3 separate regions of the Mus musculus genome follow, and regions 1 and 2 are each linked to region 3. Evidence: chromatin contacts called from public Hi-C data. All regions are on one chromosome and are shown on one strand. The core of a region is the stretch at or near the end of the contact, and the rest is flanking DNA. Distances in the headings are between cores, read along the strand shown.

The links. A called contact is a pair of places that touch in the nucleus more often than the background predicts.
Region 1: a contact with region 3 is called in a Hi-C map of Th1 cells, with 2.6 times the contacts expected there. The contact joins two enhancer-like sites. A contact is called at or near these places in 8 of 484 Hi-C or Micro-C datasets (CD4 T cells, Th1 cells, epidermal suprabasal cells and 4 more), 12 of 115 datasets of contacts at active chromatin or transcription factors (CD8 T cells, the SCID.adh cell line, Th17 cells and 9 more) and 1 of 9 other capture datasets (pancreatic islet).
Region 2: a Hi-C map of Th1 cells shows a contact between it and region 3, with 2.6 times the contacts expected there. The contact joins two enhancer-like sites. A contact is called at or near these places in 2 of 39 promoter capture datasets (both in liver), 23 of 484 Hi-C or Micro-C datasets (CD4 T cells, the HPC-7 cell line, LSK cells and 13 more), 7 of 115 datasets of contacts at active chromatin or transcription factors (the SCID.adh cell line, T-cell acute lymphoblastic leukemia, embryonic hindbrain and 4 more) and 1 of 9 other capture datasets (adipose tissue).

What each region holds. Positions count from the first base shown.
Region 1 is chr9:69,071,791-69,075,749 of GRCm38.p6, forward strand. The region is part of intron 1 of Rora (RAR-related orphan receptor alpha); the gene reads left to right. Among named protein-coding and RNA genes, the nearest start is that of Gm46153, 230 kb to the right of the region's middle. Within about 2 kb of position 1,676, at least 15 of the 459 cell types and tissues checked have an H3K27ac peak or open chromatin away from gene starts, as enhancers often do. A contact at or near this core is called in CD8 T cells, the SCID.adh cell line, Th1 cells and 4 more, where this site is marked.
Region 2 is chr9:69,163,418-69,167,729 of GRCm38.p6, forward strand. All of the region lies in intron 1 of Rora (RAR-related orphan receptor alpha), which reads left to right. Among named protein-coding and RNA genes, the nearest start is that of Gm46153, 140 kb to the right of the region's middle. Within about 2 kb of position 2,239, at least 50 of the 459 cell types and tissues checked have an H3K27ac peak or open chromatin away from gene starts, as enhancers often do. A contact at or near this core is called in the P5424 cell line, the SCID.adh cell line, Th1 cells and 2 more, where this site is marked.
Region 3 is chr9:69,298,038-69,301,987 of GRCm38.p6, forward strand. All of the region lies in intron 2 of Rora (RAR-related orphan receptor alpha), which reads left to right. Gm46153 (a long non-coding RNA gene) reads right to left here. Exons shown (of 2, transcript XR_001779364.2): 2 at 2,383-2,618. Among named protein-coding and RNA genes, the nearest start is that of Gm46153, 5.6 kb to the right of the region's middle. Within about 2 kb of position 2,459, at least 58 of the 459 cell types and tissues checked have an H3K27ac peak or open chromatin away from gene starts, as enhancers often do. A contact at or near this core is called in CD8 T cells, the P5424 cell line, the SCID.adh cell line and 7 more, where this site is marked.

The sequences.
Region 1 (3,959 bases), core at 426-2,925, 230 kb before region 3:
GTTAACGGGGTCTATTCCTGTCATCCTGGAAGCATATTTCTCTGGGCAGTCAATAGGCTGCCACCCTACTGTGAAGTCTGCCCTTCATAATAACCACATTATATGTTGATGGCCCTAGTTTTAAAGCCCCTTCCCACCATGTTTCTCAGATCATTTTTATAAGCCCTCAGCCCTCAAGTACTAGATACCAAGCACCATAAAAGTGAAGAATATGTAGACATCTGCCCTTCAGAGTAGCTGGAGGCAGTAAATCAGCGAGAGTTAACTGCCCCAACACAGTGGATGCTAGGCGGGAGAGAGAAGTGAAGGGTGAGGGAACCTCACAGGGAGAGAGCATCAAAATGGGTCTTGGGAGATGAATAGGAGTTTGAGAGGTTTGTGGGGGATAGAGTAGAAGGTGCCGTTGACTTTTTACAGCAAAGGAAACCCAGATGCAGAGAATGCTGCTCTCTCACTGAGGTCACCTGGGGAAGCTGCCTTACATACGTGACTGTGCCCGGTGAGCCTGGCATCCTTCCTCCCCCGTCTCCATCCTGGTGTTTAAGGTAGTTCTCTTTTGAACATCAAAAGAAACAAGAGCTGATGTGATGTTTTTGCCTCTTCCTTGAGGGTTTCCAAAGTTGATAACTTTCCATCAGACTTGAGTCAGAGGCAGTGTTACCAAAGAGAGATTTTGTTTTAAGTTGGTTCTCCTGGCACTGCCATCTGAACTTCACAGCTAATCCCAGGCTGGGGCCAGAGAGGTGTCAGAGCTGGTTTAACTCAGTGCAACTCTCTTCTCTCTCCCTTTGTGGAATTAACAAATATGTGTTGTGTGTGTGTTATCCGGTAAGTGGTGACTCTCCCAGAGGAAAAAGGGCAGACGGCATGGCTCAGTTAGTAAAGTATCATTACGACCTCCTCAGTTTGTTCCCCAGAACCCACTTTTAAAAAGTCAGGCGTGGAGGCACACACATGTAATCCCAGCACTGGGGAGGCAGAGACAGGCAGTTCCCCTGAGTTTTACTGGCTGGCCAGTCAATCTAGCCTGCTTGTTGAATTCCAGGCCAGTAAGAAAATACCAAGGTGGGGCTGGTGAGAAGGCCTACTGGGTAAACGTGCTTGCCACCCAAGCCTGGCAACCTGAGTTCTGGTCCTAGAACTCATGGAAAGGGAAATGAAGAGAACTGGCTTCGCCGGAGTTGTCTTCTGACCACCACGTGTGTACTGTGACACACCCCACCCCTCCCCCAAAAGTGTCAAACACAGTATCTAGCTTTTAAATAGCCAGCATCCTGGAGGACAAATCCCTGAGTTTGGCCTCTGGCCTCCACATGCATACATACATACATACATACATACATACATGCACACATGCAATAAGCATTTTAAAATAAATAAAAATAAGAGAGGCCTCTGAACAAGGTGATCCTGCTCTCTAAGACATTGACATCCCTGAGGATGTCCCAGGATCACTGCCTCCTGGCAGCATCAAATATCTCTCATCCAACCCTAGCAGATTTTTGAAAAGGACCTCAGTGATAAAGAGAGAGGGTGAGACTCAAAGAGTGGCTTTCACATGGGTCGATCAGTTCTAGACTGAAATGTCTGTCTCCTCCTCTGCCCCTCCCTCCTTATCTACCTCTTTGCTCTCACAATCTCCCTGCACGGAGGTGGGGGTGGGGGGCTGATTTCAGAGAATATCAGACTGCAGAGGAAATGAGACAAGGAAACGAAATGACAGCTATCTCTCAGTCTGAGTGTGAATCACGGTGAGACGCTTTGTGTCTTAGCGGCGGGGGTGGGGGGGGGGACCTTCTGGGCATCTGATCTTCCCTTAGCAGCTGGCCTGTCTCCCCCAGAGCTTTGTGGTCAATGCTTAGGGTAAACAAATTATATAAATAAGTAATCCAAGGTTAGGGAGATGGTTTGGTCAGTAAAGTGCTTGCCTTGCAAGTGTGGGGAACTGAGTTTGATCCCCACAGACTGCCTTAAAATGCCAAGCATGGTTGCACGGGAGGGGGGAGCTGGAATGGTGGAGAAGGTGGATCACCCGGTATCTCTAACCAACCAGGCTGGCTTCCTTGGTGAGAGCTCCAAGCCAATGAGAGACACTGCCACAAACATAAGGTGGACAGGGTCTGAGGAATGACAGTTGATGTTAACCTCTGACCTCCATATACACAGGTATGTATGTGCAAATACATACATGTACCTACACACAGGAATGTACCCACACACCCCACACACAAGTAATCCACTTTAGTGGGTCAGAAGGAGAACTGTTTTTAATGCCTATGAAGCAACCTACAGGGACACACAGGATCTGAACCACCACCCCTTACCTTACACTCTAAGGCTTAGAACATCGTAGAACCCAGGTCTTTTTAAGGACAGTATTTAAGACTGGCCAGCAAGATGGGACTGCTTATAAGACATTTTGGAGAAAACTCCAGGAATCTCTCTTCCCCCATGCTAAATTCTTATTGGTTTGTTGACTTTGTGAGGGAAGGACTGTTGGTTCCCAGCAGCATCCTGGCTAATAGATGTTCAGGAAATCTCTGGCTCATAGTAAACACACACTTTAGAATATCAAGAGCAGGGACTTGACTCGTGAAGCTCTGGATTCTCGTCCCACTACTGCATAAACCAGAATGCACACCTCTAATACGGTTACTCTGAGTGTAGAGGCAGGAAGATCAGAAGTTCAAGGCCATTCTCAGCTAAGTAGGAAGTTTCAAACCAGCCTGTGCTACAGGACACCTTGTCTGGAAATAAAATTAGTTTCTCCAATGTAATATGCAGAGAGAATGAACTGAGAGGAGATCTCAAGGATGTGGAAAGATTTGAATGTGCTTCTGAGATGGAACCAGGGCACAGAGGTAAGAAGAAGCTGCAATCCAATGGGCATGGTGAAGAGTCTTGTTGGGGGAAGGCCATTCTCTTCTCCTTGAGAACACAGCTATATGTCAACTCTAGAGATGACGCAGGGTCTCTGTTTGAGCATAAATACACCACCACACATCAAGACCCTGTTGTCTTCAGGTCTTTAAAGAAACAACAAGAGGAAGTCTTTCTATTGACCAATAAGTAGGCATGTTTGTTGATCCATTATATACATTATCTTATGTTTAGGATAACCCTGCAAGGCAGGTATATTCCACCCTAGACAGATAGATCCTTGCTTTGTAGAAGAAAAGAAGGGCTCAGAGAGGGGAAGTAGCTTACTCCTTACCCAGTATTTCATAGCCAGGAAGTGGTTCTCCAGCCTGGACGGCTCTAGCTACTGAGCCTTTGTCCCTCCATTGGCCATGCTTCCTGTTAGGGTGGGGGTTGCTCTTTGGGACTGCCAAGGCTTGATGCCATGTCTTCCTTGCTGCAGCAGAGCCCCAGCCTGTGGGGTCCCTCCTCCCACATATGTTGTGGATCAGCCTGGCTCCTGCTTAGAAGAGATACGGTTTCACAGGCATTCGGTCCTAGTACTCAGGAAGCAGAGGAAGGTAGAGCTCTATGGTTATGACTAGCAAGTTCTAGGCCAACCACAACTACCTGATGAGACCCTGTCTCATTAAAAAAAGAAAGAAAAAAGGAAGGAAGGAAGGAAGGAAGGAAGGAAAGAAAGAAAGAAAGAAAGAAAGAAAGAAAGAAAGAAGAAAGAGAAAGAAGGAAGGAAGGAGAGAGAGAGAGAGAGAGAGAGAGAGAGAGAGAGAGAGAGAGAAAAGAAAAAGGGAAGGATGAACCCATGCGTTTGTAGGTTTGAAGCTGGGTGACAAGGGCTCTTACAAGTTTTAGAACTGCATCTTTGAGACCCATCTTGATCAGGCTTTGAGTTTTAAATTAATTATTTCAGTGTTCTTTAGTAGCAAAATATTCGATGTATGTTTAGAATCACTCTGTGTGTGTGCAAGTGTGTGTGTGTGTGTGTGTGTGTGTGTGTGTGTGTGTGTGCACCTGTGGTTACATGTGTATGTGTATGGGGA
Region 2 (4,312 bases), core at 989-3,488, 130 kb before region 3:
AGACACTCTGAGCAAAAGCAACTTAGAGGAGGAAAGGGTTTCTTTCATTTTATAGTTGTCCCAGCCCATCCTTGAGGGAAGTCAAGGCAGGAACCTGAAGCGAAAGCCATGGAGGAGCACTGCTCACTGGCTCACTCATATAACCATGTTTAGCAAGGCTTCTTATGTAGCCCTGAACTGCCGGTGTCAATTAACAAGCAAGACAGTCCCCCAAAGATATACCCACAGTCTATTCTGATTTGGACAATCCCTCTTGGGAGGTTTTCCTCAAATGACTCTAGGCTGGGTCAAGGTCACATTTAAAGCTAACTAAGATACCACACCATGCTCTCCTTTCTCTTTCTCCCCTGCTTTCACAGTCTCCCTCCCTCTGTCCCTCTCTGTCTCCATATGTAAAGCAAACTCCACAAAGCTGGCCCTGTTGAGATTGGCTTATGTCATGTAAGGTAATGCTCTCTAGTTGCATCAATGTTCCTCAGACCTCAGGACTTCTTTATGACTGAATGCTATTTTAGTGTGTGTGTGTGTGTGTGTGTGTGTGTGTGTGTGTGTGTGTCTGTGTGTGTGTGTGTGTGTGTCTGTGTGTGTCTGTGTGTCTGTGTGTGTCCTGTGTATACATGTATAACATTCCCTTTATCCATCAGAAGCCCATTTTAACATCCCAGAGTCCTCTTGCTCATGGACACAAACTTGCTACACTGTAAGGAGAGCAGGTATTAAGAAGAGGCTAATTCTGTTGCTTTTGGATTCCTGGGATTGGGTGGGGCTAATTTTGTCTAGGGGGAGCTTTGCTTCAGCATCCTATGGAATTTTAGCTTGAAATACCAGGCACCTACAACCCACCAGCTGGTTGCTGTTGCTCTGTACTGCACGTCTTATTGCTAAGCGTTCTAAATAAAGTGCTTTCATCAAATGTTGAAATGCCCATAACAGAGGGTCAAGGAGATGACTCAATCAATAAAGTGCTTGCTGCACAAGTCTGAGGACCTGAGTTCGGATCCCAGCATTCACATAAAAAGCCAAGCATGGTGTGCATTGTTGAGGTCCCACCACCGATAGGAGACTGAGATAGGTAGACCCCTGGGGTGCATGGACCAGCCAGCCTAACTGAAGGAGGGAGTTCAAATTCAGGGAGAAGCTCTGGAGAGAGGCAGGGTCGGGAGCCAAGGGGAAAGGACATCAAAAATTGATCTCTAACCTCTGAGTGAACATACGGACACCTGCATACATACATACATGTCTACACACAGAAACATGGACACATACACGGATGCAAAAATTTGTATTTCTAAAAGATCATAGCAACTCTTACACACCGAGCCCTTACTGTGTGGAAAGTTCCAGAACTGGGAACTATGACTCAGCTCTCTTTCCTGGAGACTGGCTTGGTTCTGGTACTTATTCACATCTTCCCAGCTGCTTAGGAAGGACTGAGAAGTGAAGAGAGTCGGCCTGGGGCCATTGCATTAGCCTCTCTCCTGGGGGAATGCTTGTCCTCCTCCTCCTCCGAAGCCTGGGATCGGGAGGAGAGCGAGAGAGGACTTGGAAAGGATGGGGGAGTGGATTTCAAAATGTTCCTTTCCGTTGGATCTCTTTCTCCTTCTGGCTGCTGTCTAGTCTTGGTTACAAAAAAGAAAGAAAGAAAGAAAGAAAGAAAGAAAGAAAGAAAGAAAGAAAGAAAGAAAGAAAGAAAGAAAAAACTTCTACAAATCTCCATTCAGGGTTCTCTGAGAATGGCAACCATAGGAACCAAGAATTTTAAGTGCATTCCCTTTGTCTTTTTGCCAAACTGATAAAAGGCGCCTTTGATTTTCTTAGTGGGTGAAGGGGAGAGAGGAGGAGCCAAAAACCCACTTCCTCTTGTCAAGGGACCTATGGGGCTGGATTTGCAGTAAGGAGGAGCTGCAGGGTCCCCTAGGTCACAGGGCTCACCCTCCCAAAGGATCCCCAGCACAGATAGCTGGCTTCATTGGGTTCATTTTCTTGGGGAAGATGATATTAATGACAGTCCCTCTTCCTCCCTTATTTAGAACAATTTAGTGTAATCTCTCATTGCCAGAGAGGTCCTGGCCACAGCCTGAAGAAAAAATAATAAAAGGGGCAGGAAATGAAAAATCTGTTTTCCTTACTGATAACGTAACCTAAGCTGCTGGGTTTTCCCCACTTCCCCCAGGTTCAGCGTATCTGCCGTGATGACGGTTGAGTAGGGAAAAGGCCGTGTGTAAGCGTCAACTTCCCAACAGAGAGATGAGAGTCTCAACTTGAAGCTTTTGGTCCTAGACTTGTCATAAGCTAGCAACTGCAGGACAGCCTGCATTCTCACTGTGAATGGTGAGTCCTGAACTCTGGCTGCCTGAGAAACTCCACAGCTGAGGCTGGAAGCTACTGGCACCAGCTACCCTAAAAGGTTTCCTGGGACCCACAGGGACTAGACCAGCCCTGCTGTGTGACAATGGAAGGCTAGCCTTTCAGCCTTCCCCAAAACTGTCCTTAAGTACAATTGACCCCAGGGCTCACCTAGATGGATACCCTGGTCTAGCTGGGTGCATATTCAAAAGACAAATCAAAACAGCCCTAAGACCCTATGCAGTCCTGATGGCACAAGGGATGTGACCTCACTTCTACCCTGGCATGGAGAGTGGTGTTCCTTGGGTGGACTGGGAAGTGTGAATGAGAAGGACAGTGGAACTCCATTGGGTCAGCTTTATTCACTTGACACAGGAACCCCGGCCTTGCATTGCTATACTTTCTGTATTTAAGAAAAGGCAGATACAGGCCGGCAAGATAACCAGGCAATTAAAGGTGCTTGCAACCGAGCCCAGTGGCCTAGGTTTATTTGATGCCTGGGTGGAAGGAGTGGTGGAAGGAGTGAACTGACTCCCTCAAGTCCTCCTCCAGCATGCTGTGTGCAGCCAATCAATCATCCATCAATCAATTGATCGATGTAAAAAACAAAATATAGACATACCTTTTTAAAGGACACATCTGAGTGTTTAAATGTAATATACTTTAGTTTACTTTAGTTTTATGGCAGGGTCTTGCTAAACAGTCCAGGCTAGACTCACATTTAGTATCCTCCTGCCTCAGTTTTCCTTGTACTCTACATGCCCCATCTCACCCAGCTGTATGTCATGTTAATTATAAAGTGCTAGATAGCATGTCAAGTGTATTGGTGTGCACTGTGATCCCTGTGTTGGGGAGGCAGAGTCAAAGGAATCCCTAAAGCTTACTGCCCAGCCGGTCTAGCCTAACAGGAATCCCTAAAGCTTACTGCCCAGCCAGTCTAGCCTAACAGGAATCCCTAAAGCTTACTGCCCAGCCGGTCTACCTAACAGGTGAGCTTCAGGCCAAGAAGAGACCCTGTCTCAAAGCTTTATGAAGGATGACAAAAAAGTCGTCCTCTTGTCTTCACACAAATCACACTCTCACACATATGCACACACCCACAAACACCTTCACATATGCTCACATGCAGAACACACACATTCACAGAGACATGGATACATATGCATTAACACACACACATTCACAAGACAATGTACACGCATGCACACACATGAATACACATTCACACATGTACACACACACACACATGAATCAAAGTGCTAGATAGTCATTTATAATGCAAACAGGTCTTGAGGGAACCTTGCAACCTCACCCCTGGAATAAATCGTTTCTAATGTCCACCACATCCTGTTTAGGATCTGAGTTCCATGTGAAAATACCAGACAGTGTTTCTATGATAACAAACATCACTTCCCCTATTCAAAGCAGAAAAATGAATCGTCCCTGGCATTCCAATGTATTACATTTCTAAGGAAACAATTAGTGTCTTAGACTGAGCATCACCAAAATAGTCTTGCTGTGCTGTTACAGAAAAGAACTGAACCCACTCCATTGTATTGTAATTTACAGCATCTTGGGAGTAAGCATGGGGCGACTAAGGAATTTGCTGTTTTATGATAATTTGTTTCAAGAAACATGTTTTAAGTGTTGGATCTTTCTTATATATTGTGGGTAAAAAAAAGTGCATTGCTACAAGCATATGAAAAACTTGGAGGGCTGAATAGTGGAGAAGCTTTCCGACTCAAAGGAAATCATCTTCCAATAGCCTTTGAGCTAGGTCATTTCAAGGCAGAAGGAAAAAGCAAAATGAGAAGAAAGAGCAAGCCATTCATTCAGTCTCTGTTCCATCTTTGTCCCCACATTTCTTTTAGACAGGAACAATTTGGGGTCTACAATTTTTGAAGGTAGGTTGGTGTCTCAATCCCCCCATTGGGAGCCCTGTCTATCTACTGGAGATGGTCTCTTC
Region 3 (3,950 bases), core at 1,209-3,708:
TCTTTATATATATATTTTTTTTTGTTTTGTTTTGTCACGGATTGTTATCTTCATTTCTCACTTCTGATTTCTACAGAACACAGTGCAAACATAAATATTTCTTTCGGACGATGCTTGAGTGTTTCCTGTATGCTAGACCATTCTGGTGCCACCTATATGCTGTGATAGTCAGATTCAAGCTCTTCCTGTCAATCAGGTGTCTCGGGTGGTGAATCAGCATTTTTTTTTTTTTTCAAATACCAAGATGCTGGCAGCCACAGTTAACCAGAGAGGGCTATGCTGAGGGTTTTGGGCTTGCCAGTTTGTAGTTTCTCAGAGGTACATACCATTGGAAAACCAAGACACTTGGCGACACACAAAACTATCTGATCCCACAAAACATTGATTGGTTAAGGCCCACTCTTATATCTATGTGTGAACATGGTTTGATTTCAAGTAATCAAAGAGTTAACAATAAAATATCTTCACGAGTGATCCTAGGACTGGTTCCTGAACCTGGAGTAAAGCTCCTAACTGGAGCCTGTAACAGGCAGATTACTGAGTCCCACCTAGAGATGGCATGGTGGAGTCAGTGTTGGGTCGGGCCCCGAGGGCGGATTTAATCAGCATCCTGGGTGTTTCTGATACAGGCGGGCATCCTTGGGCCTCAATTGTTACACCCTTGTGTTCTAAGCTGTCAGCTTTGGGGTAGGCGGTGGGCTGCTCTACTCCCTCAGTGGTTCCTAGAGACCATCAGTCCTCGCCATCACATGGAAGGCATTTATCTTGTGTAGAGTTCTGTTTCTGGTGATCTGGGCCAAAGCCAATGAGTCAGTATTCACAAAAGTTCTTTTGATGGTCGTGAGGGTTAGATCAGTTTGGAAAGCCCTATTCTGGCCTCCTAACTGAGGTCTAAAGCGAAGCTCCAACAGTGAATGATCTTAGGGTAAACACAGGCTTCCTCGGGGTCCTCTGAAGAGAAATAGAGATGGGAACCCAATGTAAGGGATTTCTGTCATCACTTCAGTAACAGCCACACTTGGAATCGTTTTCTGTGGCCTTGCTAAACACTAGCATGAAGGAGGAAGTGGGTGGAATGTTACCCCCAGATCTCTTAACCCCACGTGACCTAAACAGGAGAGGGTCCTGAGGCAGTCTAGGCAGTCCAATAAGGGCGCTTATGATAATGGCAAAGCTCTCTACTCCTTTTCCTGAATGACACTGTCTGGAGTTCTGGCCTCTGTTTGCAACATTGACTCCAGACCTGTATGTGGGAACTGAATCTCCCAGAGCAGGTGGGGGAGTTGGCCACAGAGTCCAGCCAACTCTAATGGAAACAGCAATGTCTTTCCTGTGTTACCTTTTCTATCTTTTTTTTTTTAATTTAATGTTATTTTTTTCAGCAACAAAGTAAAGATTCCCTACTCCTAAGCTCTTCCTCAGCACTTCCTATGAACAAAAGGGCCTTTCTCCGGCCTAAGCATCCTCTCAGTGTGTCTGCAGTGGCCAAGCTGGGGGAGTGGGGTTAATGACCAGACATCCTACCTCCTACTCCAAATGACCAGACACCCTGTCTCTGATTCCAATAACCAGACACCCTGCCTTTTGTGTAGAGTGAGTTTTCATCTGGAAACGCCAGTAAAGTTGGACTCTGAGTGGTGTGGAGGCAGACAACACTCCAACTGACTCTGGCCCTGGGAGGTGGTTGTGCAATATACCTACCCCATTGCTTGGGGCAGCTTCAATGCTGTGGGCTACTCAGACAGTGGTGACCATGACATATGTAGTCTGTGTCCTTGGTGAGTGTATGCTGTGGTGGGTAATGTTTGAGTAAACATGCCAGCTGCCTTCATATAGGTAACTCCAGCAGCACAACCAGTCTGACAGAAGTAGGATGGCTTGGTGGATGAGCAAAAAGAGAGCTCAGTCACAGGCTTTCCCCAAACCTTGCTAAACGCCCTGCAGCAGGCCTAGAACGGATCTCAGAGGCTCTCTGGTCTCTCAGCACCCAGTATTGTCAGTATATTAGACAGGATGGAACTTTCAAGGTATACAGGCTCTTAGGGATTAGAGAGCTGGAGCTTTTAAAACTTCACACTGCTTACAGAGGACCTGAGTTTTAGTCACAGTGCTCATGCCAGGCCAATCAACCCAATCCAACACGCTCTACTGGCCTCCTGTACTCATGTGCACATACCCCCCACACACATACACACACACACACACACACACACACACACACACACACAGACATGTACTTAAAAGTCAAATTTTAAACAATATATGTGTATTTGTGTGTGCGTGTTCTATTTGAGATTCTGGTGATTTTGGTCTGATGGCCTTGGTGGATCGCATGTGCTGGTAAATTGTAAGCTGCATAGATGATTCTGATTGAGAAATCGCTTAAGTTCAACACCTTTATTTGATGCATGAGTCATCTGGGCCCCCAGTTGCCACACGGTGTTGAGGAGTGGAAAGCCCCAGCCTGCGTGTGGAGGGAAGCGGATGAAGGCATGGGCTCTAGTCTGGATCTGCTGCATGGTAACTGGCAGGTTTTCTTCGCTTGCCTTCTTGCCCTGTTTGTAAAATTAGAAGGTTGTGATTGACAGCTGCCAAGGTCTTTTCCAGAGTTCATGTTTCTATAAGAAAAAAAAATGTTTCCGTTACAGTTGAAAGGTGGGCTGGGGTCTCTCGTTCAAGATGTAGGAAAGGCACACAGAAGCCTGCTGACTTCTTTACTCCCTGTCCCCAACTATAACTGCTTAAGATACTTCAGTCGGCTAACCAGCTCCTTTTGGAAGTGAAAATTCTAAGGTAGAAAGAGGTAATTACTAATGCCAGCTATTTAAATACATTTTAAAACAAGAAGGCTTTCATTAATATTAACAAATATGCCTAAACTTAGTTCTGGCAAATTACAGCCCTGCTTTATCAAGTTCTAGCCCAAAGCCTTTTCCATTTTTGATGGTTGAGTTGAAACCTAGGAGTGGGGTATTAACTGAAAAATGAAGACCACCAAACAGCCTAAACCACTGTATTCCACCGTGATTGTATTCCCAACGGCACACTAAAGCCCCAGATCCCTAAGAGATGTAGTACACCCCCCCATTTCTCCCCAGTGATTAGCAGGCAGAAATGCTGTGCCTCCTGGGCCACCTGCTTAAAAACAAACAAACAAACAAACAAAACAACAACAGCAAACAGAACCAGAAGGAAACATGGAGATCTGTCCCTACTTCATCTGAAGCCAGAAATCCAAAAGAACTTGAGTTTTATTACAATGTTGATCGAAGGAGAAGGGTCTGTTAGACACCAGTTTCCTGTGATGTAAGTGAGGGTTGGGGTGAGGGGATGATATTTGACATTTCCAGAAGTGATTAAACAAAGTTTGGAAAGAAAAATCTGATGGGAGTCAGCACGTGAAATTAGAGTTGTATCTTCAACAGCTCCTTTAAAGACTGAGCACATTGCCTGTTTCTGGTTGGGTAGAAATTTAAAGGGAAAGCCAGGCTTCTATCCAGCAGAATCGTCTTAACAGAAGTTTCCTGTTTCCACCACTGCAGAGAAACAAAGTTGTTACAATGAGTTAAGATGGTTCAAACTTTTGGCAGCCTCTCCGCAGGCCCCTGCCGCCGCCGCCAACTCTTTTACAGTTTCTGTGTCGTTTCAAATGGTTGCTTAGGAGAAATACTGACCAAACTCCTCCTTTTGACTACTAAAATGGCTCAGAGAGTTTCTCGGGATGTTTTTATTTGCTAGAAATTTGTTTTGCAGTTAAGCTTCTCTTGTTGAGGGAGTTTGGTTACCAGCCATCTGACGATGCCTCGCCTCGGGGTGTTTACAGAAAACGTGGGTGCTGCAATTACATTGGAGCACAGCCCTCCCCCACCACAGATAGCATAGTAATCAACAGGAATGGGAAAACATGTATTTAAGGATTTGATGCTTGTAAAAAAGGGGCTGTAAAGGAA